4 separate regions of the Mus musculus genome follow, and all the other regions are linked to region 2. The links are chromatin contacts, called in public HiChIP or PLAC-seq and promoter capture Hi-C maps. All regions are on one chromosome and are shown on one strand. Each heading gives the region's core, a stretch centred on a gene start, on an enhancer-like site or on the middle of the called end of the contact. The rest is flanking DNA. Distances are from core to core; before and after follow the strand shown. Region 1 holds the start of Ybey (ybeY metallopeptidase). Region 2 holds the start of Slc19a1 (solute carrier family 19 (folate transporter), member 1). Region 3 overlaps Mcm3ap (minichromosome maintenance complex component 3 associated protein). Region 4 holds the start of Sumo3 (small ubiquitin-like modifier 3).

Evidence for each region. Promoter capture Hi-C pulls out the DNA fragments that hold promoters and counts their contacts. HiChIP or PLAC-seq counts read pairs in DNA pulled down with a chosen protein or histone mark.
Region 1: a promoter capture Hi-C map of the HPC-7 cell line shows a contact between it and region 2. The contact joins the promoter of Ybey here to the promoter of Slc19a1 in region 2. A contact is called at or near these places in 9 of 39 promoter capture datasets (the C10 cell line, the HPC-7 cell line, cranial neural crest and 5 more), 1 of 484 Hi-C or Micro-C datasets (embryonic stem cells), 2 of 115 datasets of contacts at active chromatin or transcription factors (astrocytes and embryonic stem cells) and 1 of 9 other capture datasets (embryonic stem cells).
Region 3: a contact with region 2 is called in an H3K27ac HiChIP or PLAC-seq map of extraembryonic endoderm stem cells, with 8 times the contacts expected there. The contact joins the enhancer-like site here to the promoter of Slc19a1 in region 2. A contact is called at or near these places in 4 of 39 promoter capture datasets (the 3T3-L1 cell line, hippocampal neurons and liver), 2 of 115 datasets of contacts at active chromatin or transcription factors (astrocytes and extraembryonic endoderm stem cells) and 1 of 9 other capture datasets (embryonic stem cells).
Region 4: a promoter capture Hi-C map of pre-B cells shows a contact between it and region 2, with 2.5 times the contacts expected there. The contact joins the promoter of Sumo3 here to the promoter of Slc19a1 in region 2. A contact is called at or near these places in 4 of 39 promoter capture datasets (the C10 cell line, hematopoietic stem and progenitor cells, hippocampal neurons and 1 more) and 1 of 115 datasets of contacts at active chromatin or transcription factors (epiblast stem cells).

What each region holds. Positions count from the first base shown.
Region 1 is chr10:76,466,573-76,471,351 of GRCm38.p6, reverse strand. Ybey (ybeY metallopeptidase) reads left to right here and starts at 2,238. Exons shown (of 5, transcript NM_172550.4): 1 at 2,238-2,578; 2 at 2,966-3,195. The coding sequence starts at 2,986. It overlaps Mcm3ap (minichromosome maintenance complex component 3 associated protein), which reads right to left and starts at 2,450. Exons shown (of 29, transcript NM_019434.3): 1 at 2,138-2,450; 2 at 100-1,403. The coding sequence starts at 1,297.
Region 2 is chr10:77,031,862-77,036,179 of GRCm38.p6, reverse strand. It overlaps Slc19a1 (solute carrier family 19 (folate transporter), member 1), which reads right to left and starts at 2,968. Exons shown (of 6, transcript NM_031196.3): 1 at 2,833-2,968.
Region 3 is chr10:76,501,610-76,506,025 of GRCm38.p6, reverse strand. Mcm3ap (minichromosome maintenance complex component 3 associated protein) reads right to left here. Exons shown (of 29, transcript NM_019434.3): 21 at 3,221-3,374; 22 at 1,605-1,863; 23 at 1,299-1,396. Among named protein-coding and RNA genes, the nearest start is that of Lss, 28 kb to the left of the region's middle. Within about 2 kb of position 1,680, at least 12 of the 459 cell types and tissues checked have an H3K27ac peak or open chromatin away from gene starts, as enhancers often do. A contact at or near this core is called in extraembryonic endoderm stem cells, where this site is marked.
Region 4 is chr10:77,604,098-77,608,467 of GRCm38.p6, reverse strand. It overlaps Sumo3 (small ubiquitin-like modifier 3), which reads right to left and starts at 2,371. Exons shown (of 4, transcript NM_019929.4): 1 at 2,127-2,371. The coding sequence starts at 2,147.

The sequences.
Region 1 (4,779 bases), core at 989-3,488, 560 kb after region 2:
TAAAAGCCAAGATCGTGGGACTTAAAATCAAGTGACCACAAGGGACCTCACAAGAGCTCGGCAGCACACTTTTGTGGCACACACATGTTTAGGACTCACCTTCTTTCTCATCTCTACTTTCTTCTTCCTCTTTAGTCACAGCTGGAAGGCGGGAAGGTACCATGGTGGACTGACTCCCTCCTGGGACGGCCGCGTGGTCACTTTCCCCAGGTTCCGCAAAGCCACTCTCCTTGGATTCCTTGCTGCCCAGGCGGCCTGCCTCTTTATTGCTTTTGAAGACCTCCTGTATTGTCCGGCCAAACAAAGTACCTCCCCGGGGTCTGTTGAGGCGGACTGGCCGTTTATCTGGGGGATGGTCGCCCCTGGACAGGGGATCAGGGTCTTCTGCTGCCTCGTGGCAATGTCTCCTCGGGGAGCGATCCTGGTCCTCTTTCCTCTTTAATCCCTTCATGAGGGTGGGAAGTGGCTCCACCTGGGAGATGGCTTCCTCACATCCTTGGCGGAGGCTTGGTTTGTTAGCTGGGAAGGGCTCCCCCAAAGATCCTGGTGACGCTGTGGGGAAAGTACTGAAGCTACTGTTTGAGCTTCCAAACGCTGACGTAGAAACCCTCTTCTCTTCTTCTACATTTTGGTTAGACAAAGGAGAGGCAAAGGCAGGAGTATTACTAGTAACTGGTTTCGAAAAGATAAAACTTGAGCTAGTCACCGAACTATTTGTCACCTGTGGGAAAGAAAAAGGGGTCAGGCCTCCAGACCCGCTACCAACGGGATGGGAAAATGTAAAAAATCCAGAAGAAATCTGGCTCTGGGTTTTTTCTGGCTCTGACTCAGGCCCCGGTATCGGTTTGAAGACTGCATTTTCCAGAGGTTTAAACTTGAATTCCGTCTTCCGAAAGCCAGAACCTGCTACTTCTCCGGTTTCTGGCCCAAAAGTAGCGCCACTTGGGAAAACCCCAACACTAGAGGTTGACTTAAAGCTGAATGCCGTATTGCCGGGCACAGAGGAACTCGAAGTAGCTGCGAAAGAAGGTGTGGATTCGAGACTAGAGAAGAGTCCCACACTTGAGGTTTGGGTGAGTCCAAATGCTGGCAAGGAGGAAGAATGGCTTCCTCCAGAGGGTGTTGCAAAGCTTGGTACTTGTGAAAACGCCAGGCTCTTGCTGGGTGTGCTGTTCTGTCCAAAAAGGGAAGGCTGGCCAAATCGAAATGGTGATTTAGTCTGATATGTTCCCGTGGTGCTGGAAGATACCGCAAAAGCACTGGGCTGCTGCCCTCCGAAGGGGTTCACCGGGTGCATCTTCAAGCCAATTATCTGAAGGCAATAAATATGGACTATACACAAGTAGCTCTCCTCTTTAAATTATCTGTTGCCAGGGGAAGCTCTCCTTCATCCTCAGGATGACCTGGAAAAAAAAAAAAAGGTTAGGACATCACAGCATATTTTGCTCCAACTCTTAAATCACAGAAATTCTAAGACAATTATTTAAAAGGCAAGGGCACAACGGGCCGCCGACCACTCACAGATCAACAGGTTTTGGACACAGGGTATTAGAAATGGATTATGGTGTAAGGGAGGTTTAAAGATTTTTTTTTCTTTTTCTTTTCATTAAAGACAAGGTCTCGTAAAACGGGCTTGGTGGCGCATGCCTTTAATCCCAGCACTCGGGAGGCAGAGGCAGGCAGATTTCTGAGTTCAAGGCCAGCCTGGTCTACAAAGTGAGTTCCAGGCCAGCCAGGGCTATACAGAGAAACCCTGTCTCGAAAAACCAAAAAAAAAAAAAAAAAAAAAAGACAAGGTCTCGCTTAGCCCAGGCTTGCCTCAAGCTTACTACAATCAAGCACAACCTTAAGTTCCTTTCTTCTGCCTCGGTCTCCCTTCTGCTGGGACCACAGGTGTGCTCCAGCAGGCTTAGGTGAAGCCTGATCCGTTATGATTAAAATAAAAATGCAAAGCATTTTATTCAATTGATACCTTCTCGGGGAAAAAACAAGCAAACAAACAAACAAACAAAACCTCAGTAATAAGACGGGAACACATCACTTATCAGATTCTTGCGATCTCCAAGGCAAAATAAATAAATAAATAAATAAAAACACAAAAACCGTAATTTAAAATGTTACTGCTTTGGGTTCCTACCATCTCATTTTTCTCCCGGTAACTCGAACTTGCGATGCCCTGGTCTAGAAATAATAGCTTTTTATCCCCGATGCTTAACACTCCGGAAGCCGGCCGCTAGGTTAACAGACGCCTTCGAGCGAAGACTAGTGAAGGCCTTCAGCAACTCGGCAAAGACACAAGGGACAGCGGAGGCCGCGGAGGGAGGAGCAAGTCCGCCAGATACGGCCACTGTCGCCAGCGCTTGTGCTCGCCCACAGTCTGCGTGCAGCCTCTACCGGGCCCACCGCACCGCAACAAACCGGCCACTGGAGCGGGCTCTTGGGTGTGCGCTACGGACATCAAATTTGTAGGACCAACTTCCGGTCCTCCGCATCCGGCTTCCGCTCTCTGGGGTGTGCTGCTGCTGATCTTCCGGCAGGCGGCCCGCCAGACCCCCGACCTTCTTCACGGTCGGATTCGGTAAGTGCACGGCGATCCCGCATTGTGCGGCGTGGAAGCCCCTCGTTCGTGCGTGGATCCTCCAGCCTGAGTGCCCGAGAGACGCTGGACCCACAGCGACCCCATTTGCTCACCCACACTCATCCTCACCTGGTCCTGCACCATTGCAACCGCCCCAAACCACTTGCCTTATTCTGCACGTTGTGCCCAGTCTACCCTGTTTATTAGTTTCCTAGGGTAAATAAAGGTGATTTCCCTTAGCATTGCCACCAGATAAATCCCATCAAATAAAGTTTTATTGTGAGCGCGTGTGTGTTTTTACATAACTTATCACTCTCTAGTAGTTACGGGTCTTTTCTCGAACTTTAACCACAGGTTCCTTCCAACCATTTTTTTTTTTTTTTAAAGGGCTGGGTGTTCTTCCCGAAATGAGTTTGGTGATTAAAAATCTGCAGCGGGTGGTCCCCATCAGAAGAGTGCCACTTCGCAGGAAGATGGATTTAGTCAGGAGTATCTTAGGAGTGAAGAAATTTGACCTGGGGATCATCTGTGTTGACAACAAGACTATTCAGAACATTAATAGGATCTACAGGAATAAAAATGTCCCAACTGACGTGCTTTCTTTCTCATTTCATGAGGTAAATATGTATACCTCATATTTAAAATAAATATATATGTATGTATATATGTTCTTCTCGTACAGCTTACCTTCCTTCCAGAATAGTTCCTGTTAATTACATTACAGATCTGGTTATCTTTGATTTTGAAGTTTTCTGGAAATGCACTGAAGTCTAGCCTGGTGTGACTGTGCATGCCTTTAATCCCATCTATCCAAGAGGCAGAGGCAGTCGAATCTTTGTGAGTTCAAAGCCACCTTTGGTCTGCCTGGTTAGTTTAAGGCCAGACAAAAGCCACATAAGAAGCCCCTTTCTCAGCCGGGTGGCAGTGGTGGCACACACCTTTAGTCCTAATGCTTGGGAGGCAGAGAAAAGCAGATCTCTGAATTCAAGTCCACCCTGGTGTTACAGAGTGATTAACAGGACAGCCAGGGCTACAAAGAGAAACTCGGTCCAAAAAAAAATCCTCTCTATCTCAAAAACAAGCAAATAAAAAACAGAAATGAAGCAATATGACATAGACCCATTAAGTATGTCTAGCCCTAAACATCACAATTCCTCTATGCAGGGACCACTCTCACTAACTCAGTGCCCTCAGGAAATTCAAATAAGAGTGTCTGCAGTTTTAAGTGTACCTCAGTAGTAAATGCTTGGACAGAAAAGTAAAAACTGGTAAGCATTATCAACAGATTCCCTTGCGATAGATAGCTACAAGGAACCACATTGTCTAAATAGCTTCCCCCATTGTTAGCAGAAGAAATGGGAATACTCCTTTTGGGGAATGAATTGGTAGTAAATGGTGCTTCAAAGGATAGAAAAGAGAAGGAAAGAGCCAAGGATGCAGGCTTAACCCTGGAAAGTTAAGCCTTGTGATTGTGGCATAAAATAAGGTCAGGCACCCGTGCAGAGTGGGCATGGTGGTCAGGCAGAGACAGGACAGGACTCGAGGTGTGCGTTGGGAGAGGCTGGATGCAGTAGAATCAGTGTCGCCTGCTTCTAACTGCAGACAGGATTGGGCTATAGCCCGCACAAGATGGGTAGAACAGAGCCCAGCAGAGGGGACTGAAGGTCTACAGCATGTCTGAAGAGGCCACAGCTAATGAAGGATTTGTTTCTGTATATATATATATAGTGGATTATAGCATACACACGTTTCTTCCCCTGTCAAAGCAAAGTTCTTTCTGCTTTTCTCTTTTTTTTTTTCCACCCTTTGGTTTTTCGAGACAGGGTTTCTCTGTGTAGCTCTGGCTGTCCTGGAATTCACTTTGTAGACCAGGCTGGCCTCGAACTCAGAAATCCACCTGCCTCTGCCTCCCAAGTGCTGGGATTAAAGGCGTGCGCCACCACGCCCGGCTTATATGTAAGTACACTGTAGCTGTCTTCAGACACTCCAGAAGAGGGAGTCAGATCTCGTTACCGATGGTTGTGAGCCACCATGTGGTTGCTGGGATTTGAACTCCGGACCTTCAGAAGAGCAGTCAGTGTTCTTACCCACTGAGCCACTCTCCAGCCTGTTTCCCTTAACAGGAAAAAATGGCAGGCACACAAGTGGGGAAAGAGTGTGATTGTGTCCATATGCCAATTCAATGATATTGAATGTGACTT
Region 2 (4,318 bases), core at 1,719-4,218:
CTACTATAGGCTTAGGTGGCCCTCATCGGAGAGGTCATCCCCAGAGATAACAGGAGCACCTTTACTTGGTGTCTCTTAGAATCCAGGGATAGTAGACGTTATCAGACACCAGTACAGAATAAACTCTGTATTACTCCATATGTATAGCTCACCGACTCCCAAGGCTGCTACACCCAGGGCACTATAGGTTTATACCATGGAGAGAGTCCATCAGGGCCCTCCTGCTCGGGGGTCTGTAAAATGATCTGGCTCCGGTCCTTCAACAGGTACTGTACCATGGCTAGAGAGACCATCTGAAGAACTCCTGGAGCCCGCTAGGATTATCAGGCTGTTCTACCCTAACTAGTGCAAAAAAAAAAAAAAAAACAAAAAAAACAAAAAACGGTAAGTGGCTGGGCTAAATGCTCAAGGCCCAGGAAATAGACTCTGAGGTTCTGAAAACTCCATCCACCCACACACCCGTCCCACACTCAGGTCTGTTCAAGGGAGCTGTCCTACATCACAAGATGTTTTGCAATCTCAGTGACAAGAGCCAGGAGCCTAGACTGAGTCCCTGGGCTTCTCTGCTCAGACCACGTTACTGATGAGGATCCTGGCATGTGCTCACAGGGGACACATGGGCACCTCCTAGTCTCTGGGGAACCACGTACCAAGTCATCTCCCCTGCCCAGCTCACGCTTTCCACCATAAACACCCGTTCAACAGAAAAACCTAGATGCCTAGAGACTAGGAATTAGGGACTGGCTCTTGGTAAAGCCACAAGCGCCTGGGACCTGCCTCTGGCTCTTCCCTCATCTAAGCTAGGAGGTACTGCCTGGGTCTGAAGTAAGCCCAGGGCCCTCATGCCTAGGAGGTAGAAACAGGAACAGTCAGGCCCTCTGGCCTTCTCCAGCTGCTGCTCTGCTCAAACTTGAAACGTTTCCGGAACTGCCTCCCCCAGTTCCAGAGCCGCAGGCTCGGCTCTGCTACCTTCCCACAGGACTTGCTAATAGCATGGGATGGACTAGGGGTTGAAAGCTTAGAATCGCAAACTTCCCAGAGCTTCTAGGTCTGGAGTAGTGACTACTGGGCAGGCCACAGGCCAGACAGAGGAAAAGCTGCTATTCAGAATAGTGGCCAGGGAGTCCAAGGTCCGAGTCAAAAAAACAGGGGCCCAAACTCTTGTTTGCACGGGGCAGGTGGTCTCAGCCTGGATTCTCCAGGCTGTTACCTAGGCAGAGACTGCCTGGGGCAGTTTATGACACTCTACTGGAGGTAACATCACTGCCACATAGTTAGTGTCCAGCTCTGACACAATACCCTCTTTCTCTAGCTCAGAGCCCAGGCTGCTCTTCCTAACAAAGCTAGGTTCAGCTCTATTCAGCCAAAGGAAAGATGAGGGGGAATCCTGTTCTCTACATATTGGAACTGAGTATGGAAGGAAGCTCATGGCTTGCGGGCCTCACAGTGGACCAGGACTCCATATGCCCTGAGCATCCTGTGGCTTCTTAACTTGCAACCTCTTCCAGGCAACTGAAAGAAATTCTTGGCAGCCCGGGTGGGTTGTAGTGTCGGGGAGGGGCACTACACAGTCCTTTCTGACCAGCCTAGCACCCGTGTGAGAGATGGGGGTAGGGGTGGAGGTGGGTAAGAAGTGTGGAATACAACTGTTCACAAACTTCTTTCCAAGGCCCACTTTCTTTTTATCTTGAAACAGGAAGGTTCCTTTTAATTAAGGAAGGGGGGAAAACAAACGCCAATGCCCTTCTCCCATTGTGGTGGCTGAGTGTTGACTGTATCTTTGCCACTGGCTCAAATGCCCAGAATCAATCTCTTTCCTCAGCCCCAGTGCCTTGTTGGAAGGCACACATCCGGCTCCCTAGCCCGGAGAATGTGTCAGGCTCTGCAAAGTCAGAGGCTCTGTGCCCTGCTGAGTCCATCTGAGCAGCTCCCGGAGTCCTTGAGTCTCACTGGGAGGAGGCTACTTCTTAACAGTCAGGCAAGCAAGTCTAAGGATTTAGTCTATCCTCTCCACTGAGAGAAGGCCCACAAACATCTTCTAGCCCCCTGAGGTTCCGACCAACATCGTGAAGACAGGGAAGTTAGGATGGGAACACTCACCGGGTGAGGAGTCACGTCAATATGGTTTATTCCTAGGCTATTAGCCAAGTCTAGTATCCCTGTCACAGAGATGCTGGAAGTACAGAAAAGACTGGCTACTACAGGCAGCCTGTACAAGCTGCAGATTCCACCTGTTCCAAAGGGAAGTTGTTAACAGTTGTCAGGGTGCCTACAACCTCTGAGCTAAACAATGAGCCTTGGAGGCGCGCCACGTCCAGGGCGTGGGCAGTGGGGTTTCCTTGCAGGCAACACGTGCTCTAAAGTCGCTGGGGCAGGCGCACGTGGTGATTCCTGACCTGAGGAAGATACTTTGAAAGCAAAAGAACTCCGTTCCAGAGGAATGACAAGGAGAGAAATGGCGCTCAAAGGTCCCACTAGGCAGCCTGGGGATTTATCCTCCCGACGGTTCTGCAACCATGAGCCCAGGATGCGGGCCAGCACTCAGACTCTTGCCCCGAGGCTCGTAACGCTGAGGTCCTCACCTATACTCTGTATTCACAGAAGGACCCTGACACCCCACAGATACTAGCCCGTGTCCCACACCTATCCTACTGCCCCTATGCATCCCAAAGACTTCTGCTTGTCTTCCACCCAGCAGACCCCGCATGCGCCTTCCGCACGCTACAAACCCTGCCTGGAGCTTTGTAGTCGCGCCAAGGACTCCGCGGTCCTCTGTAGTGGAGAATTCAGCCCGCTTTCGTCTTCAGGACACCGGAAGGAACAGAACCGTACCTTGCACTACCCCGTGGCTCCCCAGGCACGCATAGAATGGATTCCTAGCTCTGCGTCCCACAGGCCTGTGGCTGATTCAACGCGCACACGCAGACTACAACACCCAAAAACCCGCGCGTAGGCTCAAGGGCCGCATGGAGAGGCGTGGTTACCTGACTGACCACGCCCCGAAGGAGTGGCCAGCGTGGTAGACAGGAGGCGCAGCCGCAGAACTTCCAGGAGGCGGGGCAAACACCTGGCTACACCCGCAGCTACTTCCACAGGGGGTTCATGCACGCGCCCTCTACACTTGGAGATTTACTACCGGGTGGGTCTTGTGGTTCCCTGAGGAGCGGACGACCGGTGGCGCGTCTGCTAGCCTGTGCCCTAAGAACCTACATCTCTAGACTCCAGGCCCCCTTCAGTACGCTCGCCCAGTGTTCGGGCTCCTGTGCTTCCTCCTCAAGCCGACCCTCTCTGTCCGCCTCTCCAATAAGTCCCTTCTTCCCCGCCCCCTTCCATCCCGTCTCCTCTTCACCCAACCCCTGGGCCCCGCAGCCCGCCTGAGCCCCTTTACGAGCCCCCTACCCGTCCAGCGCTTGACCGGGTCTCAGCTCACAGCAGATTGCTTGATCTGATCGAGCACAGAGGTGACCGCCCGGCCTAAGACCAAGCAAGGCCCCTCCCCGGGTCCGCCCCTGACCCCTGCTGGCCTGCAGAAGTCTGCGCTGGCTCTGTCCGGCTCCTCTTGAGACGAGCGCCCCGCGACCACCTGCTAAAGCATTCCAGGCACCAAGGCATTGACCGCTAGATATAGACTGCACCAGCTGTGCACGCCCTTCGTTTGGGTATCAGCGTCTTTAGGTTCCAAGGGCACCGACGGATTGCGCTGAGCTATGCATGGAGACCCCCTACACACACACACACACACACACACACACACACACACACACACAAAACCTTACTCACCTTGTATCAACCTACTTGACTGTTAACAGGGACAGAAGTCTGGCCTAAGCGTTTTAGGCCCCACCCCACCCTCCTTCACCACCAATCCCCCAATCTTTCAAACTCTCACCCCAGCAGGGATGTTCAGCTGATGCTCAGCAGGTGGAGGCTGCTAGCAGCCTGAGGTGGGTTGGGAGAGGGCGGGGCTCCCTGAAACCAGCCTCTTTCCTCCTGATGGGTTTTGGCGGAGTACTTGCGAGGGCAGCAAAGTAGAACGAATGGAGAGGGGCATGGGTCCAAAGAGGAATGGCCGACCAGCAACTCTGGTTTAATAGATTCCCAAGGTGGTGGGGTGCCGGGAGGTTAGACTATAGGTATGGTCATCTATACGAATGGGGTCCCAGGTGTGAGAACCCAGTCTCCACACCAGCACGGCTCCTCCCCAGCCCATGGGGGCCACACCCCTCTGGACTTGGGCCTTCTTGGTACATGCAAAGGTGCTGGCCACCTAGTTGCTATACAAGGGAATCAGGAAGCTAGAGTGCTTCTCTGGCCAGAG
Region 3 (4,416 bases), core at 431-2,930, 530 kb after region 2:
GGACCAAGGACCTCATGAGGGCTTCCTCACCACCCACAGGAGCAGAGCCACTCCATCTTATTCCTAGAACTAGGGTCGTCACTGAACGCCAGGCAGCTTCCTCACGCTCTGCCATTACCTCTTCCTGTCCAGCTTTGGTTTGGTTTTCATAGAGTGCTGGAGATAAAACCTAGGACATTCTTTTTTTTTTTTTTTTTTTTTTTTTTTTTTTTTTTTTACTATGATAGCCTTTTATTGAGAATTTTATTATATCTTTTATTATTATATTATTTTTTTATTATATATTTTCCTCAATTACATTTCCAATGCTATCCCAAAAGTCCCCCATACCCTCCCCCCACACTTCCCTACCCACTCATTCCCATTTTTTTTGGCCCTGCTGTTCCCCTGTACTGGGGCATATACAGTTTGCATGTCTAATGGGCCTCTTTTTCCAGTGATAGCTGACTAGGCCATCTTTTGAACCTAGGACATTCTTATATGTCAAGTGGGACTGTACCCCTGAGCTACATCCTCAGGCCATATGCAATCCCTACACTTCTTTTCCTAAACCATTTTTAGCAGAACCTTTCCAGGAAGTCTCAGGTAATATCACTTCTTTATATTTTGTAAAAGCATTCATTCTAAAAAATTAATTAGATAAATCTGACATTCAGATGTAATATATAAATGGTCATTTTAATTTCATAAAAGCAAAACCAAGGCTGGGCGTGGTGGTGCACGCCTTTAATCCCAGCACTCAGGAGGCAGAGGCAGGTGGATTTCTGAGTTCGAGGCCAGCCTGGTCTACCGAGTGAGTTCCAGGACAGCCAGGGCTACACAGAGAAACCCTGTCTCGAAAAAACAAAACAAAAAACAAAAAACAAAAAACAAAAAACAAAAAAACAAAAAAAAAAAGAAAGAAAAAAAAAACAAAGCAAAGCCAAAAAACTTATTTAACATATTACTGAAACCATACTATGGGTGTTTTTTAAATTTTATTTTTATTCCTGCCTGCTGTATCTTTAGAAATAGTGTGTGTGTGTGTGTGTGTGTGTGTAAAACATAAGATTAAAATGGAGATCACTAATATAAGCTGGACAGGACGGTACATGCCTATACTCACAGAAGAGGAAGAGGAAGCATCACTTCTAGGTTACCCTGACTGCCTAGCAAACTTGAGATCAGCCTGCCCTACATGACAGTGTCTCAAAATCCAAACAACCACATATATTACATTCCAGACAGATGAGAAGATAGGTAGCTCAGGAGAGAAACCAACAAGTACCCTGACAGACCTTTAAAAGGTGAAACCATACCTTCACTGTGCCTTGTAAATCATTAACAGAGTCAGGAATCTCAACAACAATGTAATCGGAAATCAGCTTGGCTGAAACCAAATCCTGTAACATCAGACCTTTAAGAGAAACAGGAAGGACCCATGTAATAATACTCATTTTGCACATGCGACACATCCCAAGCTAGTTGTGGCCCTGCGCTGTGGACAGAACAAATAGGGCACTAACCCCAAAGCTCCCCACACTGCTCTGCTGGCCATCCATCACACTCATGCCCCACCCACTTCTTAAAGGTATGGGATCAGGAACGGGGCTTCCTTCACACACCGTCCTCTACTGCCCTCCCCGCGGAGTCCCCTCTGGAGCTGGGCACGAGGACCACCAGCGGCAGGGCAGGCTGGAAGGGCTTGGCCTGCAGAAGCTGCTTGAGCTGCAGTAAAGCCGACAGCCAGGACAGTTCCTCCTCTGCCACCTCCTCACTCTTCACTTTCGGGGGAAGCAGCAGCATGAGCCCACTGGTTCCCAACAGGTCCTTCTGGGTCTCCACAGCATCAAGGGCACTGTCACTAAGGGTGCCATGAGCCACCTGCAACAAAATCAAAGATGTCAGGGTGAATGTACCAGAGGACAACACAGGAGACAGTCTGCCTCAGCAAGGACAGTTGCAGAGCTCTATTCACTGTGCCCTGGACAGTCCTTCAAAGACAAAGCTGGGCCACGCATGGCGGCGGCACAGGCCATTAGTCCCAGCACTCAGATGGATCTCTGAATTCAAGGGCAGCCTAGTCTACGGTGCAAGTTCCAGGACAGTGAGTAGTGAGGGCTACACAGAGAAGCCCAACCAAACCAAACCAAACCAAACCAAACAGAACCAAACCAAGCCAAAACAAGAAAAAGCAGAGAGAGAGAGAATATAAGGTAAATATATTTTCAGGAGGATAGCAATCAGAAAAATTCCCCCCTCCATGTCCTTTCCTCAGAATCATCTAAAGGACTAAACCAAGAAAAGGTATTGTTACTATCACCAACACCAACATCACACAAGTACTAGCCATTGTTCCAAGACCATATGCACAAATTTACTTCAAACCCAAGGGCCTACTAAGCAGAGCCCTAGCAAAGGAAATACACCGTGTTGGGAACTTTAATTAGTAGGAATATTGTGTTTAAAAGAAATAAGGACTAAGAAACCTGACAAAATCAAAGAGCTATGAGAATGACATTAACAGGGATTAGTGCTCGCAATAAAACAAAAAGGGGCCTAAGGTCTGCTGTTGGGTAGAGGCTGCAGCTTGAGTCAAGCAAAAGATAAAGTAGAAAGGAATCCTGTAGAGTGCATCACATTCTCAAGGAGGAATGTGGCAGCCAAGGCTCAGTGCTTGCTGTAGTCTGGCCCTGAGGAGCCAAGTGTTTACTGCTTGGCCTCCAGCTTGGCATGACTGGGAGATGGGAGGGATACTGAAGAGGTGGGATCTGTGGAGATATGAGGTCACTGGGGACATGACTTTGAAGGACTGTGGGCTGCCAACCTCCTCAGCTGTGTCCTGGCTGTCAAGTGTACACTTTTCTTCTGCTATGTGCGTCCTCAGAAAAGCAACAAGGGCATCAGTCATGGACTGAAACCTTCAATACTATGAGCGAAAGTAAGCTTCCCCTCTTAAAAAAATGGATTATATCTGGATAATATTATATATTATTATTTGTAACCACGACAGAGGGCAAGTACATTGCTCTCCCAGAATCTGTACTAAAACCTTACACCAAGTAGATGGCTGTGGTATATTAATCAAGATGTAAAGAAAAACAGACAATGGCATTTACTTCGATCATCTCAGAGTCATTGAAAACCACCTTTGAGAATAAATAGTAATTTATAATTTCAGAGACATCTGAGGAGAGAAAATGAAACCTAGAGATATGTACATGAAGTGACTGTCACTCACCTTTATACACACGTTGACAGAAACTGTTTGATCCCCTTTACTACTAAGTGTATTAAAGACTGAGAGGGTCTGGATATCACCAGCATTATCTCCTATGTCACCCACCATGCTGTCATCTCCTGTGAATTTGACCTTTAGCCAGTTTTCTAGTATTCTGTAGATGAAAGAAAGTAACATTTCAGGGAATGTCTAATTTTAAAATGACTTACAGAAATCCTCAGGAAAACAAGAGAAATACCATATGGATACAGGGTCCCAGACACCAAATCTAATTGTGAAGCTCACAAAACAGGTTATCATTTTAAAATGGAGGTTGGCCCTCTACTGGGTTATTTACTTGGGTAAGTGCAAAGGACAGTTGTGAAATTGGCTCATTCGAACGAGATTGAAAACTGTGAGCTGAAGAGGAAAGGGCCCGAGCAATAGAAACCATCCCTGGAGTTACACATACCCATTTCAGTAAGGTGAGTTGGCGCACACCTTTAATGCCAGCAATTGGGAGGCAGAGGCAGCTGGATCTCTGTGTTTGGGGCCAGCATGATCTACATAGCAAGTTCCAGGCCAGTCAGGGTACATAGTGAGTGAGACCTTGTCTCAAAAAACAACCACCACCACCACCACCGAACTATTTTACAGAATCAAACTTCTGATCCTGGGCCAGTGAGACAGCTCAGTAGATAAAAGACACTTGCGGCCACACCTGCCAACTGAGTTCTGCCCCTAGAATGCAGATGGTGTAAGGCAGGGGGGTTCTCAACCTGTGGGCTGCAACCCCTTTAGGGGGACTGAACAATCCTTTCACAGGGGTCCTTAAGACCATTGGAAAACACAGATATTTATGATTCCTAACCACAGCAAAATGACAGTTATGAAGTAGCAATGAAAGTTTTATGGTTGAAGGTCACCACAGTGTGAGTAGCTGTACTAAAGTCACAGCACTAGGAAGTTTGAGAGCAGATTTCTGTAAGTCTGTCCTTTGACCCCCATACCCTGTGGCACATGCAAAACAAACAAACAAATATTCCTCAGGGCTAGAAAGATGATGGCTCAGCAGTAAAGAGCACTGGATGCTCTTACAAAGATCCTGGGTTTAACTCCCAGCAAACACATGGCAGCTAACTCTAGCTCCAGACAATCTGATGCCTTCTTCTAGCCTCCTTAGGCACTGCAAGCACAAGGTGCACAAATATACAGAA
Region 4 (4,370 bases), core at 1,122-3,621, 570 kb before region 2:
GGTCCTCTTAAAGAATGGCCCATGATCCTAACTGCTGTCTTTCCAGCCTTGGGAATCATTAATTAATTAGCTAATTAATATCTTATATGTACTGGTGTTTTGCCCGCATGTATGTCAATGTGAGGGTGTCAGATCTTGGGGTTACAGACAGTTGTGAGCTGCCATGTGGGTGCTGGGAATTGAACCCTGGTCCTCTGGAGAGCAGCCAGTGCTCTTAACCGCTAAGCTGTCTCTCCAGCTCTCGAGAACCATTTATTTCTAGGAAACAGATCCCTTGCTCTACTTGCAGATCAAGCTTTTTCCCTGTCCTCACGCCAGCCTTCTTTTCCCCCACGGTTCCACAGAGCATGCTCCATGGAAGCACCCTGCTTCCCAGGGGTGTCCTCAGCAACATTTTTATTCCCGGAGAGAGAGGTAGACTAGTGTCAGGAAGCTCGGGTGCAGGGTGCAGAAAGCAACCTGCCCTGCACTGGGTCCTAACAGCTTTAGGTAGGAGCATGGCTCCTTCTAGTCTGAGAAATGGTTCGGCAGGAGAGAGGCTCCATCAAGAACCTGAAGGCACACCTTGAGGCATCATCCCTTCCCCTTCCCCTGCCCACTCACTCCCAGGACACCAGTGACACAGCAGCACTGTCCACAGAGCTTGCCCCCTTCTCCAAAGGGTGGCATCCAATATGAGAAAAAGTAAAGTCCGCTAGTGAGAAGCATGAATCACTCCAGGTCCCAAGATGCTGACTTCTAACCCGGTTCCCGAAAGGATGTGTGTGTTCAAAAACAGAGACAGAGGTGAAAGGCCTCAGGCTTGCTTCCCTCCAACGGAAGGATGCCTGGCTGGGCTCTGGCCTGGAGTTCTCTAATTAGCAAGTAAATACAGAAGAAGGAGGGCTTACTCAGCACACTGACTGCCAACACCTGACACCCGGGAGCTCCTGGGTATAGGTGGAGGCCAGCATGAGCTACACAGGGAAACATTCAGGAGACAGAAACAGGAAGATCTCTTTTGAGTTTGAAGTCAGCCTGGTCTTAAACTCCAGGACAGCTTGGACCACAAAGGAACCTTGTCTAAAAAAAAAGGGGGGGGGGCCGCTGTGGGGGTGTGGAGAGAGTAAGTAACTCACTGGTAGAGCATCTGCCTAGTGGACAACAGCCCCTGGGCTGCGTCACCAAAATATAACATATAACCCTCTGTCTCCACTAACCCGAGGCAGAAGGCATGGCCACTCCAGTACACACCAGGCATTCACTTCCTGCCTAACCGCACCAAAAGGTTACAACTCTTGTTGTAGTTACCAGCTACAAAATATAATAAAGTAAGTTGTCTACTCTTGGCACAGGGCGAACAGGTGCTCATTCAATATCCGGGATGGTGCAGGCAGGACCCAAGGCTGAGCTGAAATTAAAGGTAAGGACCTCGCAGGCAAGATATTTCTGGGCTCGGCTGCTGAGCATGGTACCATGGCATTAGTCCAGATGCTTGCCCTGCTCCTGGGGTCTCTCACCTGAGCCAACACAGTGGTCATCTCCAGGCCAGTCAAGAGCACAGAATGCCAGGCTCCAACGTTTATCTCCCGTTGGATAAAACTGCCCCCAGCAGGGCAGGTGAGTGTGGGAAAACTGTTCAATTTGAAATGGGCAACCCTGGCCTTCCCACGCACCAACTGCCGAGACCACGGCGATGGAGTGGAAGGGCATGCGGCCGGGCGAACATTGGAAGCCCGGAGCGGCCAGCCTTGCTCTTACTCCGGTGCAGCTCTCACGAGCGCCCGCTGAGCCTCACGCGCAGCACCACGCGTGCAACTGTGCGCACGGCACGCGAAAGGATGGCCGCGTCAGGGAGTGAGGCCCTTGCGAACCAAGAACCAGCACCCAAGTTCCGGGTTCTCGAGCCGTGGGCGGGGCTACACCCGGGGCGGGGCTACCCCGGAGGCGGAGCCTTGGTGTGGCGGGAGGCACAGCCGGGGGTGGGGCTAGCGCGCTGCCCGGGGCGGAGTGCAATGCTGGTGGGGGAGGGGCGCGGGTCGGTGGGGGAGGGGCGCTGAGGCTCGGGCGCGGCCCCGCGGGCCCTTTTTGCGCGCGGCCCGGCCTGCGTTCCGCGGAATCTGCTGCGGCTTGCGTACCGGGCTTACCTTGGGCTTCTCTTCCGACATGGTTGCGCAGCGACGGCGGCGGCAAGCGCAGCGGGAACCGGTGGCACTGGAGCGGGCGAGTCACGCTCTCTGCCCCGCCGCTCTCCCGCCGCAACTGTCGCGGGGCCGCGCTTTATCCCTAAATCCCGGCGCGCTGGTTGGTCGCGCGGAGTCACGTGGTCGGGCGCGTGCACGAGGCGCGCGCCCCGCGCCGCGGGTGCGCGCTGGCCAGCCGCGATTCAGGACGGTTGCGAATGCGTCACGGGGCGGGTCAGGCGCCCGGGTGCGCGCAGAGCCCCGGGGACGCGCGACTCAAGGTCCTAGGCCCAGAGACCCCGGATGTGGGTGCAAGACTGCGCGTCCACGCAGGGAGGCACGGGAGGAGTGGGGGCGCTGTGTGCTAGGTCAGGACCCAGAGGAACGTTTTGGCCCAACCAGTAGCCTCTTCACCACCCACATTTGGGGACTTTTTCTTATATGCAGGCTGCATTTGGGTAAGAGAGGGCAAAGAAACTCAGGCTAACCCTTTCAGGTGGTCCGGAAGACGAATAAGGAGGTTACCAGGCATGGTTTATGGACCACACACTCCTGGAACAGGCCTCTGGCCTTTAATTTGAATGTCACAGGAGGGCTCATGTCTAGAAAAGGCATCCTTTGAGGACACAGAGGATGGCTTCTGTTGGCCCAGAAAGCCAGCACATGCTCCCATTTCATCTTTTTTCATTTGATTTCCTGGATGGGGTGGACCAGCCTCCACAAGGGCCATTCCCAAGATGGCTCTCCAGAAGGACAAGCTCTTCCCCTTCATTCTCACTATCTAGCTGCCTTTCTCCCTCCTTACGTAGTCCCAAAGTAACCACTAGGTGGCTTGGGTGGGTGAGAGTGACAGGCACAGAAAGCTTCCCTTCTGACCTACCATTTGCTGTTTCTGGAATGCTATTGTGGACACTAATAACCCATTTTACACAGCACACCAAGATGCCTAGAAGTTTAATAACATGCCCAAGGAGTCAACTAGATAAGCAAAACAAGGGAAGCTTGAGCTGGAAGATCCATCGGGAGCCCTGGCTAAGGGGTCAAGAGTGTCCTTTCCTTGTATCTTGGCGTGAGTTTTTAGAATGCAGCCCACAGGCCCTCTGTGTCTGTCTGCTAACACCTGCAAATCAGGCCAGTCAGGGCTGACACAGTCACCCACAGTCGTCTCAGGAAGGTGTTGATTGGCCGTGTTCCAGGACCACACAGCAGCCTCCAGAGAAGTGGCGCTCTGTTTGACAGAAGTATGTTTCTGTTCCAAGGAAGGGCCAGCAGACAAGTATCCCCACTTCCTGGTAATACTGCAAAGCTACTAAGCCAAGTGTCTGTGAAGCCAACCTTTTTTAGCCTTTCCCCTGTACACATGACCTTTCTTCGAGAAGTTTGTCAAGGTCTTCCACAAGGACGCATTTGGAACTCATCCCACACCCAGACCAGACCAAGGTATGGATTTTCCTCAAATACAGATCATGGTCATCCTTAGCTGAACATATCTCTGGAATGTCCAGCTCAGACTGTGTAACTGGGAGACAGGACTCCAGAAACCAGGCTGACTGAAGCAGTTGTTGGAGATCAGAGCACACCTTCCCTCCACTATTAGCTGTGAGTGACTCGGGGCAGGCAGTGTTCAGACCACAGTGTACCACCAGCTCTAAGATGCCAAGCATTATAAAGTGTTGTATTAACAGTTTATAGGATACAAGAATCAAACCTGAGGGTCTGTGGCTGAGGGCATCTGTTACCAAGTGATCGGAGAACAACACGTGCAGCACAGGATGGATGAACTCGGCACCTACGTGAGCTGCAGCAAGAAACAGCCACACTGCGATCCATTCACACCATATGATGACCCATTCACACACTGAAAGCCTACCATTATGCAAAGTGAACAACCGGTAACAGGAAGATGCTCACTCGTGTGTATTTCAAAGCCTGTTCTTAAGATATGTGTATGTCTATGTCTATGTCTATGTGTATATGTAAACAGAACACTCCGTTTTCCCAAAGGACCTGAGTTTGGATCTCAGCGCCCCTTCTCCAGGACGTCTGGCACCCTCTTCTGGCCTCTATAGGTACTGCACTCACACACACCTACCCATACACAGAACACATACACACACCTTTTTTTTTTTAATGTTGTAAGGAGGCCCCTTGGGCATGGATGAGACCTTAGCATGACTTTGGTTACCTGAGAAGAGTGGCTTGCCTTGC